Linked DNA regions of Mus musculus: all the other regions are linked to region 2. Evidence: chromatin contacts called from public Hi-C data. All regions are on one chromosome and are shown on one strand. The core of a region is the stretch at or near the end of the contact, and the rest is flanking DNA. Distances in the headings are between cores, read along the strand shown.

The links. Hi-C and Micro-C count contacts between places; a contact is called where the count stands out from the background.
Region 1: a contact with region 2 is called in a Hi-C map of myocytes, with 3 times the contacts expected there. The contact joins two enhancer-like sites. A contact is called at or near these places in 8 of 39 promoter capture datasets (the 3T3-L1 cell line, 3T3-L1-derived adipocytes, cranial neural crest and 4 more), 6 of 484 Hi-C or Micro-C datasets (the G1E-ER4 cell line, differentiating embryonic stem cells, embryonic stem cells and 2 more), 3 of 115 datasets of contacts at active chromatin or transcription factors (embryonic forebrain, embryonic stem cells and forebrain) and 1 of 9 other capture datasets (embryonic stem cells).
Region 3: a contact with region 2 is called in a Hi-C map of myocytes, with 2.0 times the contacts expected there. The contact joins two enhancer-like sites. A contact is called at or near these places in 1 of 15 datasets of contacts at CTCF or cohesin (embryonic stem cells), 11 of 484 Hi-C or Micro-C datasets (the C2C12 cell line, CD8 T cells, the G1E-ER4 cell line and 7 more), 2 of 115 datasets of contacts at active chromatin or transcription factors (both in embryonic stem cells) and 1 of 9 other capture datasets (embryonic stem cells).

What each region holds. Positions count from the first base shown.
Region 1 is chr2:104,417,544-104,421,249 of GRCm38.p6, forward strand. No RefSeq gene overlaps it. Among named protein-coding and RNA genes, the nearest start is that of Gm35606, 5.9 kb to the left of the region's middle. Within about 2 kb of position 2,283, at least 5 of the 459 cell types and tissues checked have an H3K27ac peak or open chromatin away from gene starts, as enhancers often do. A contact at or near this core is called in myocytes, where this site is marked.
Region 2 is chr2:104,285,344-104,288,542 of GRCm38.p6, forward strand. The region is part of intron 1 of D430041D05Rik (RIKEN cDNA D430041D05 gene); the gene reads right to left. Among named protein-coding and RNA genes, the nearest start is that of Gm22501, 59 kb to the left of the region's middle. Within about 2 kb of position 1,743, at least 3 of the 459 cell types and tissues checked have an H3K27ac peak or open chromatin away from gene starts, as enhancers often do. A contact at or near this core is called in myocytes, where this site is marked.
Region 3 is chr2:104,144,531-104,148,082 of GRCm38.p6, forward strand. D430041D05Rik (RIKEN cDNA D430041D05 gene) reads right to left here. Exons shown (of 21, transcript NM_001368844.1): 21 at 1-3,552. Among named protein-coding and RNA genes, the nearest start is that of A930018P22Rik, 24 kb to the left of the region's middle. Within about 2 kb of position 1,616, at least 68 of the 459 cell types and tissues checked have an H3K27ac peak or open chromatin away from gene starts, as enhancers often do. A contact at or near this core is called in myocytes, where this site is marked.

The DNA.
Region 1 (3,706 bases), core at 1,033-3,532, 130 kb after region 2:
TGCTTTACAAGGAGTTCTGATTCAAACATCTGGAACCAGAGGAGTCCAACATCCATTTAGAAAAAAAACAGGTGAAACCTTAAGTACCATTTTTCATTCTAGACTGCCAATTAAGTGTCTGACAATAGATGCTATTTGTATACCAACCCAATCATGTTTGCCATTTCTTCACAATGGCTATTGAGTCATCATTTTGGCCTTTAATCTATGCATGAGGTCAATTTTGATTGTCCCTTCTATGTTCAGCATGATGTTCTATGGGGTTGTGAAGATAGGTCAGGCAAAATCCATACCTTCAGGGATCTCAGATTAGCGCAAGGGAAAAATAAAATGATAAAGCATTACCTATGCTATGGTTAAGGATGTATGAGGTTTGGTTACTTCCCGTGTTGGGCAAGGTTCACAAAGGACAGCAAGCTGAGCCTTGGCAAGCAGATAAGGGCAAGAATGGGGGCATTGCCACCATGTGAAGGTGCAGAAGGACCAATCCACGATTGCTAATGTAGCTCTTCTGTACAAGAAACCACAAGTTCCGAGGGAGCACACATCATAGGGAAGCTGACGACCTCCTCAGGGCTGGACAGCAACTGAATGTTGCTGAACTGAAGATTTCTGAACTGGTTGGGACTTTTCTCGATGCTAATTTTGTTAGGCAGAGCTCGCTTTGGGTCTACACCGTACATGTGTATCACCTCCTCCCCTGGCTCCAAATTTCTTGTCATCTCCACTGCCACTAAATGGATGAAAAGTAAATTCTAGAAAGATCACGTGGGCAGAAAATAAGGTAGGAACACATGGACAGCTTAGGGGACAGGATGGCGGTCACATAACACGAAAGTCTCAGGTCTGAGCCAAGGCAAGGAGGGGAGGGGAGAGGAAAGGAACGGTGTTGACTCAACAGTGGAAACCTAATGATGCCAAGTAGAGGGGGAAGGAAGAGAGAAGAGAGTCAAGGAAGCCATATATCTGAGAATGCAGAGAAAGTAGAGAGAGGAAGAGAGAATTCCTGCTCTTTCCCTGAAGAGGGCTTCTGAGCAGAGACATTCGCTTGGTGGGTCTAAGCATTAAAGCTTGGGAAGGTCACCCAGAATCTCTTTCTAACAAACTCCTCGTGACGCCCTTGCTGACTGATAGACCACACATTTGGGTTACAGGAAGCAGATACTTTAGCTTAAGCAAAGAATTTCTTTAAAATATTGATCCTGGACTTTAGCAGCTTTTGAAAAGCTAACCGGCCTCATAAGGACAGAACTGGGGTGGTTTCTTCTCTCGCCATGTAGAACAATGGAGTTCCCCACAACGACTGTGCCACAAATGCAGCGCTGATCTTCCCCTCAAGTCTCTTGTTCTTAGCTAATGGCATATCACAAAAGCTACTGTGTACAGTTCCACTCCAAGAACAATGTTAAAGCCGTTAATCCCAGCACCCTGGAGGCAGAGGCAGGCAGGTCTCTGAGACCAACTTGGTCTACACAGGGAGTTCCAGGCTAGTCAGAGCTACATAGTAGAACTCAGACTAAGGGAAGGATGGGTGTAGGGAAGGAAGGAGGAAGGAAGAAAGGAAGAACGGACCAACCACGTTCCATGAGGGAAGCATGTCCAATATTCCCAACTCCTTCTGCCAGAACCCTACAAATGAACAAACCTGCAGCTGTGCCCAGATCTGCAGCCAGCACTGCTAGATAAGACTAACATTTTCAGCTCCTAAAACATTGGGGGTTATTTGTTGCCAGAGTACAATTTTTAAAGCCCAGCTAATCGTGAAGAACAGACACAGTGTAGTCAAAAATGATTTTTTAATGAAAAGTTATTGAATTGTCAAATATTCTTTGAATGAAAACCAAGAAGTTATACAATAAGGCTGTGGGGTTGTTATAATTATTTTGGTTATTTGAATGCAGGTTTGAGGAGAGCTAAGAAAGTGTCAACTTTGGCTCCATCATCCTTCCTGGGGATTGGAGTCACAGGCCCCAGCTTCCTAATTTGAATTAGGGACATCAGTGGGAAAGTCTGAATGCAGAGACGGGCTGGATGTGGCTGTACCAGCTGGATGTGGCTTGTACCAGCTGGTTGTGGCTTGTACCAGCTAGATGTGGCTTGTACCAGCTGGATGTGGCTTGTACCAGCTGGATGTGGCTTGTACCAGCTGGATGTGGCTTGTACCAGCTGGTTGTGGCTTGTACCAGCTGGATGTGGCTTGTACCAGCTGGATGTGGCTTGTGAGAGCGGATTACTAAGATTCCAAGACTTCTGGGAGCTACTTGTTAGTCATTCTTCTTAAATTGAATTACAAAAGTTACAATTAGACACCATTAAAAATCAATTGACACAGCCAGTGCTCACAGTCCATGGTTCCAACGTGCATGAATCCCATTTACCACCATTTTAGTTAAGTAACACTAATTTGCCTATAATACAGACTCATTTTTTGTTGTTCTTCCTCCCTCCTTCCTTCCCTACATCCCTCCCTCCCTTAGTCTGGGTCCTACTATATAGTACTGGCTAGCCTAGAACTCCCTGTGTAGACCAAGTTGGTCTCAGCATAGTGTCAATGACCGTATCAGCAACCTTTGTTAACCCTCCAGTCTACAAATCACTAATACACATGCCTCCCACACAGTGGCCAGTCACACAGTTCTTCCAAGACTAGCAACTGCCCAGCTGTCATCAGTTCCAGCAGACAGAGAAGGGTGTGGCTGGGCTTCCTTTCAGTCTTCCAGAGTAATAAGCCTACATAATATTTTACAACACTGGATACTCAAGAGCTGGGGAGGGGGTCTCAGTGGTAAGAGCACTTAGTGTGAAAGCCAGAGGGCATGTGTTCAAATTCCCCAGCAGCCAGGTAGTAGCTGGGCAAAGTTGTGTGTACCTACAATTCCAGCACTGGGGGTGGGGTGGGGGGGTGGGCTGGGAGATGGAGAGGGGAGGCAAAATGATGAGTTTCAGGATCCGTGAGAAGGAACCTGACCTAAAACACAGACAGACAGACAGACAGACAGACAGACAGACACCTGGCATCCTCTTCTGGCCTGTGCCTTTACAAGGGCCTGTGCATATCTACACACATGTACACATAACTACACTACACTACACTACACACACACACACACACACGAGAGAGAGACAGACAGACAGACAGAAACAGAGAGGGAGAGGGAGAGACTGAAGACTTGTCTAGCAAAGGAGAGTGACAACAGAGGCAGGCACTGGAGTAAAGGTAACTGGACTCAGAGAACCAGTAGCTGATGGTGGGAAGGCTGACACATGTGTTGTGCTGTGTGGATTATTCAGATAAATCTTGGGGACCTGGGAAGGACAAATTCATCAGCATATACAAGCAAAGTGGTTCTGTCCAGAAACATGAAGACAGATACTCTATGGAGGAAGCAATCCTGAGAAATTCAGGTTAGAGGAACTGCTGGACAGTGGAGATAAGCAACAGACTAAGTATGAAATCCAAGACATCACAACTTAGTAAAGAACGTAGCAATTGGCCAAGGACAGAAGAGGTGTTGCATAACGGAGGTGGGATAAGATAAACCACTCTTCACAGTGGCAATGTTTTGCATATTACACCACATAAGCCTCTTCTTCCTCGGCTCATTTCTGTAAATACTCCGACCATGATAGGGGCCTTTGTAATACCTTCATAAAGGTCAGGAAACCATTTTAATGTTCTTCTATTGATAACAACCTTGCAGGGATG
Region 2 (3,199 bases), core at 493-2,992:
AGTTTCACAAATCACTAAAAAGCTCAGATGGGAAAGCCTTTAAAATTGTCTGCAGGGATAAAACATACCAGTGTCTGTCTCCTGAGCATGACTCTAAGGCTGCAAAACTGTGTGGTTGGCATATGAAGAGTTCATAAAACCATGATTAAATGAAGACACCAGGAAGTGCTCGGGGGAAGCCCATTGAGACACTGCTCTGAGCCTCCTCGAAGGAAAGCAAAGGAATATGGAAGTCAAGAGAGATAATGCTTTGAAACGACAAAGGAATTTTATAGGGCTTGGATTTTCATTGAAGTCCTCTAAATCTGGCATGGAAAATGAGAACATTAGGGCTAAAGCAGGAGAATTGAATATTCAAGACCTGTCTGGGCTACAGGGTAACTCCAGGGCTGGCCTGGGCAACTTAAGTAGACTCCATCTTAAAACACGAAGTGTAAAAAGGGGTTGAAATTGCTAAGCAGGACTACACTTGCCTGGCCCTGGATTTAATCCCAGTACCACAAAAGAAAGAAGATAGGAAACAGGGAACATAGGGAAAGAGGTGGGAGCAACAAGATGCGCTGGCTCACAGTCTAATCTCAGTACTTGGGAGGCAAAAAGAATGCTGAGTTCAAAGCCAGCCAATGTATGTAGTAATTTCTAGACTAGCCTGCACTATGGAAAATTGTCTCAACAGAAACAGTGGGGTGGGGAATGCTAAGGAGAGACACTGTTGAGATACCCTTAAGCCCACTCAGTAGGAAGCAGTGTGGGCAGCTGTGGCTTGCAGGGGTCAGTGTCTGCAACTGGGGAGTAACTTGTCCTTCCTTTCATTGTCACAGGTTTTCCCAGTGGTTTCTGCACAAACCTTCCCTTTGCTTTTGTTTGTTCTTCCTCTAGTCTGCTCCAAGGCCATCTAATTCTTGCTCTCCAAAAAGACAGCCTGTGGGGATTTTCCGGGTTGTCAATTTTTAAGTAGTCCAGATGTCTCAAAAGAGACTGATGAGGCAGTTCCGAAGATCAAAGCATTTGCTACACAAGCCTGATGACTCAACCTGGAACCCACTTCAACCTGGGTGTGCTGGTGTGGATCTGTAACCCCAGCTCTTGTATGGCAACATAGGACGCAAAGACGAAAGCAAAAAAAAAAAAAAAAAAAAACCAAAAAACCAAAAAACCAAAAACAACAACAACAACAACAACAACAACAAAAAACAGAAGTGATAAGAGACACCCTGCCCTGAAACCTAGGTGGAAGGAGAAAACTTACTCCAAAAGTTGTCCTCTGATCTCTATTCTCCCCATGGCACATACATGCGCACATGCACACATGCACATATGCACTATATACCTCAGCCTTCCAGGAAAATCTCTCACAGAGCTAGCCTGACTGTTGCTAGCTACCAAAGACGCCTTCCAGAGAACACCATCCATTGGAAGCTGATACATTTGCAAGCCACACCTTCCATCCCTCCGCAGCAAGGCCTGTCTTCTCTACCACAGGATTGTCTATTCAATAGAAATTCATTTATTTTATTTTCATTTTCTCCTATGCTGTAGTGGACTTGTTCAGTAGACTCCCAAATAGTCCATAATATAAAAAAAAAAAAAACGATGTTTTCTCCTGGAAATGCTAAGTGTGGTTTATTTCAAGTGGACTGGCAGCCTTCAGCTGTTGCTTTTGACCACTGTGGAGCAGCAGCTGAGAGAGGGTGTCATCTGCCCTTTGTGCTTGTTCCTGAGGACAATGACACCACACAACCACAGAGCCCCAGAGGCAGAGGCCTGGAATGGATGTGACATTTATGAAAGTTCACAGGCTCAGATTTCTCTACTTTGTGCAATTTTCTTTGAGCTCGTTTCCCTCCTGACATCAGTGTTTATGAAGCTGAGCCGGGGAAACAGACAGAACATAGGTTTGAACCCCAGCTTTCTACATACTTAACATGTGATCTCAGGCAAGTCAGTTTACCTGTCTGTGCCTCATATACGTGCTTAGGTCAAAGAACAGTTTTCAAGAGTCAGTTCTCTCCTTCCACCATGTGGGTCTCAACAACCCAGCTCCAGTAAATGCCTCTATCCACTGAGCCATCTCTCCTGCCCCAGTCTTACTCTCAGGATCACCTGGAGAAATGGGAAAGTAGCTGTGAAATGGCCTAAGGCAAGTTACTCACACAAAACAAGTTTTAAATAAATGATTATCTTGGGCTAATATTAGCTTCATGATTTGGCAGGGTAGTCTGAGCCTTACAGATTTATAACTGCATTCAAACCTCACAGTGATACTATAAAGAAGGGACTCCTAATGTCCTATTTTAAGGCTGAAGCGATGGGTAGAGAAGTTAGCAGCCTAGGCTCAAGAGAGAAACTTTTGTGCCTGTTATAGTCAGATTGGAAAGCCAGGTATGAAATATTTGTCAACTATTAAAAAGCTTTCTACCCATGGACCCTAGAGCATCCCAAATGCCAGTTTGAGCACATGGACCCTAGAGCATCCCAAATGCCAGTGAACACATGGACCCTAGAGCATCCCAAATGCCAGTGTGAGCACAGGCTTTACCATCTTTCATTCTGAGTGTTGAAGTTTTGCATTTTTGTGGCATGCATGACAAGATAGCTTAGATTCATCAGGGCAACCATGGGTTTCCACTCTGGAGATCTATACACAAGCATTTGATATAGCACGGCATGGTCGATTCCCTGACTAACAGGGAATATTCCCATAGTCTTTCCTGGTGAACTCTAGTAGAAAAACTAGTTATGTTCTAAAAATAAATCAATGTTACAGAGTAGCAAGTGCTTACAGTTATTTGATATCTGTTATACATGTGGATATCAGTCAAGAGTTTCATTGCCGACAAGCCCGAGTAGGGACAACTGGGAAGGAGTTTACCTTGGGATAGCACCTGGCTTAAAGGCTTTGTTTGGAGGCTGAAAAAATGCTCTACCGAGACCAAGTTTTGGGAACACAGCTACCATCACACCAAAGGCAGCACAGCAAGCAGCCACACAGGAGCAGAGAGGTGGTGCAGTCGGCAACCCCAGCCCTTGAGAGGCTGAAGTAGGTTCAAGGCCAGTTTGGGGTACAGAGTGAGACTCTGCATTGAAAACAAATAGAGAAGGGGAGGAGGAGGAAAAGAAGAAGAGAAAGAGGGTGAGGAGAAGGAGAAGGCAGATGGAAAGGAGGAGCTGCCACACAGCCATGCCCATGGCTTGCTGG
Region 3 (3,552 bases), core at 366-2,865, 140 kb before region 2:
CGGAGGGCGGTATCAAGAGGACTGCCCTCTGAGTGCAGGCTGACAGGTGGTATCTTAGGGATACTTATGGTCAGTTCCAATCTGTGGCAGGTTCCTTTAAGGAGTCCGGCCGATCATGATCCTTCCTTGGGGTACCAACCCTCAACTAGAGCCCCTGCCAAACGGGTCAATCCAGGAACCATGCTTATATGACAGAACCCTGCCTCTTTGCTTACAGCTGACTGGATGGGCACCTGCCCTGAGCGTGGCTTATCCACCACAGGCAGGTATGAACTGGACCAATCAGGTTCTCAAACGTTTGTGTAAGGAAGCTCAAAGATGCTAGTTCAAGAGTAGTCTGCACTGGGAAGGAAAGGTGTGGTGTGAGTTCTGAGGTTGGTATTTGGTTCCATATGCATTAGTGGGGACGCTGGATGGCCCAGGCAAGCGAGGGGGTGGTGGAACACATGTGCTGAGAGAGACAGATGGGAGCTGCAGAGGAGAGAGTGGGAGAGAGAGAAAGAGAGAGAGAGAGAGAGAGAGAGAGAGAGAGAGAGAGAGAGAGAGGTGGGCTGGCTGATGTCTCCTTTGCCCTTTGTCCCAGTCTCTTCCAGTCAGTCCCTGAGCTGGAGCCAGGCTGGACAGGTTTTTGGTCCTTGAGACTAGAACACCTTTGAGGGTGGTCACAAGCTAAACTGTACATCACACCTTAGGGAGTCTTGGACTGTACTTTGTAAGGGAAGTCCAAACTCTAAGATTGGGCTTAAGCCCAAACCTTTTTCTTGAACTTGAAAATTTCCATTACATTCATTATTCATTGAACTTTTGAATACTTGTGTACTCTGTGGGGAAAAATGGGGCTCATTTATATGAAATCAATAGTTTTTGATCTATTTCAAGTTTTGCCTGGCAGGGAAACATTGCTTTTACTTAGATATAAGAATCGTCACGCCCCTCCAGTCTACCATCCCCCACAGAAGGATTTCTTCTGAATCACAGATCTTACCATTTTCTTTCTTGTATTAAGATTATTCAGAAATTGCATGTTACTTTTTTTGTTTCTCTGTCTGTCTGTCTGTCTGTCTGTTGCTCTTCTCCTGGGCTTTTAAAATAATGAGTGCACAGCATTATCTTTCATGGGACAGTGAACTGCTTCGAACCCTTCCGGAGGTGATGTCCCCCCATTCCATAGCTCACAGTTACCGTCCTGATTCTGCACAACCTCAGATCTCAGGTACCAGGCCACACAGGAGGCCTTTATGTCCCCACCCTACTGGATCACCTGATGCAGTGACAGAATGTCAGAGCATCCCTGCTTGCCTTTTTAATCCACGGTGCTGAATTGAGTAAGTTACCCCCATAAGCTTCACTGGCAACTAAGGACATAGTTTCTTTAGTGGAACTCTCTGGAAACAACCAAATTGATCATCTTCTCTTCCTCTTCCTCTTCTTCCTCCTCCTCCTTCTTGGCAAGAGTATTATGGAATCTCACAGAAACCCTACCTATTTTTTTTTTTTTAAAGTTCTGGGCACAATTAAAGAAATGTGTCCCCAACAAGTGTACAGGCAGCGTGGTGAAATGGAGAGCAGGCTGGGGCATGAGTCAGCAGGCTGGGACATGAGTCAGCAGGCTGGAGCATGAGTCAGCAGGCTGGGGCTCCACCCTCCACTTGTCTGGAGTTTGGCTTCCTCCTTGCAAACCACTGAGATCCTCAATGGCTTCTGTGACTGTCTGGAAGGTCATGATGATCTGAGCTCACTGCTGCCTCCTCTGGGCTCCCTTGGGACCTCATCTCATTTTTTATATCAAATGATTTTAACCATCTGAACTTCTCAGAGTCTCCTATCTGGGGACCTATCACCTCTATACCATTAGGAGACTCTTTAGGGAAAGAACAACATCTTAGTCCCAGGAGACTTTAATCATGGTAGAAAAACATGAGCATAGCAATGTTTTCATTAATTTAAGCTTTTCTTTGCATAGACTTCTGGAACCCATGGTGTCTAGCTGAAAAGGGCAGCTGATTTACCAGGCTCTATTTTAATTGTCCCGATGAACTAAACATTTCATGGGTTCTGCCAAGACTCCAGCAAGCGGCAGCTTCATCTTCCTAGAAATCTGGAGCTACACCACTGTTAACTCTGGATTCATGATCTTTCTGGAAGTTACTGGAGCCCAAAGCTTAGACACTGTCTTTTTGAAGCATACAGTCTAGAAACTTCTTTCTCACATTCCAAGCATTTGCCAAGTCCACAAAGTCCCAAGTTGATACGCCGCATGGATGGAAAGCTGATATTATTGATAAAGTGGAGCGATGTAGCTGGCGATATCAGTCTTACACCATTTGCATGAAAAGGCTGAGTTTCTTTGGCTCTTTGCTCATTCATGTGCATCAAATGCCCGTGTGGCTAGGTTTAGGCATCGTATTAGTCTGTCAGTAAAATCTTGCACTGGCCACAGTGTTCTGCAAGCTGATTTCGGATTTGGACTACAACTGGCCATTGGTAGAAATATACCATATATACACATGGAAATTACAAAAATACATTTTATTTATAGCTGATTTCTTATTAAGTAACAAAAGACTAAGACTATGAAAGATCAACCAGCATACTAAAAGGGCGCTCGCTACCTAACATCATCCCCACAAGAGACTTGTCTGGGGATTCCACAACATTATCATCTCTGAACATTCCAGAAAGGACAGTTTGCCATAGGGAAATAAAAACAGCTTCTTGGGAAAGTTCTGTGCTTTGACAGTTTGAATCTCCCATTCTAATCAGTTCCAATCCTACTCTCCTCTCTCTTCCTTCAGTAAAGACCAAAGAAACTCATGAAGACAATGCATAGATGGGTTAGGAGGGACACGGGGACAGCAGAAGCAAGATGGGTCATGGGTGAAGGTGGGGTAGGACCATATTCCCCAATACACACCAAATTGTCCCACTGACACCATACATGGCTCCCAAAGCTAGGGTGGAAACTTAGGTTTTCCTTTTCTTCTGGCACCCCAAATCAGTTTTATTTGTACAAGAGGGATCATCTGTGGCTGGTACCCCAGAGCTACAAGGCAGTGTTTCCACCCAGGACTCTGCAGGCTGATGCTCCATACCAGGACATCCCTGCTGTCTCAGCAAATTTCCTCCTGTGTCCATCCACTATGGAGAACTGGTGAACTCCACAGACTTTTAAGAAAGATGCCTTAATTTCACATAAGATTTCCTACATTCAGAGGTTTCTACAAACAGAGGCTGCAGCTTGGGATGACTGTGGCTCCACCTTTCCCACTTCTAATGGAATCAGTCATGGTCTGCTTCAAATCACTCAGCAATGCATGCTGAATGGCACTGTGTAGGAGATAGATCTTGTTAAAGTTGATGCATCTATTGTTCCCTCTGGTTGGCCAGGTTCTCAAGCCATCCTCAATATGGACAAAGCAAAACCTCCACAAACAACCGCTTCTCTTTTGTAGACTCCCAAGCCTCTTAGCACCGATTGTCTTTCATTTGGATACTGATTTGCAGGAGACTCTATTTCCAAAATGACAACACCTCTTAAACAGCCTGTCAACC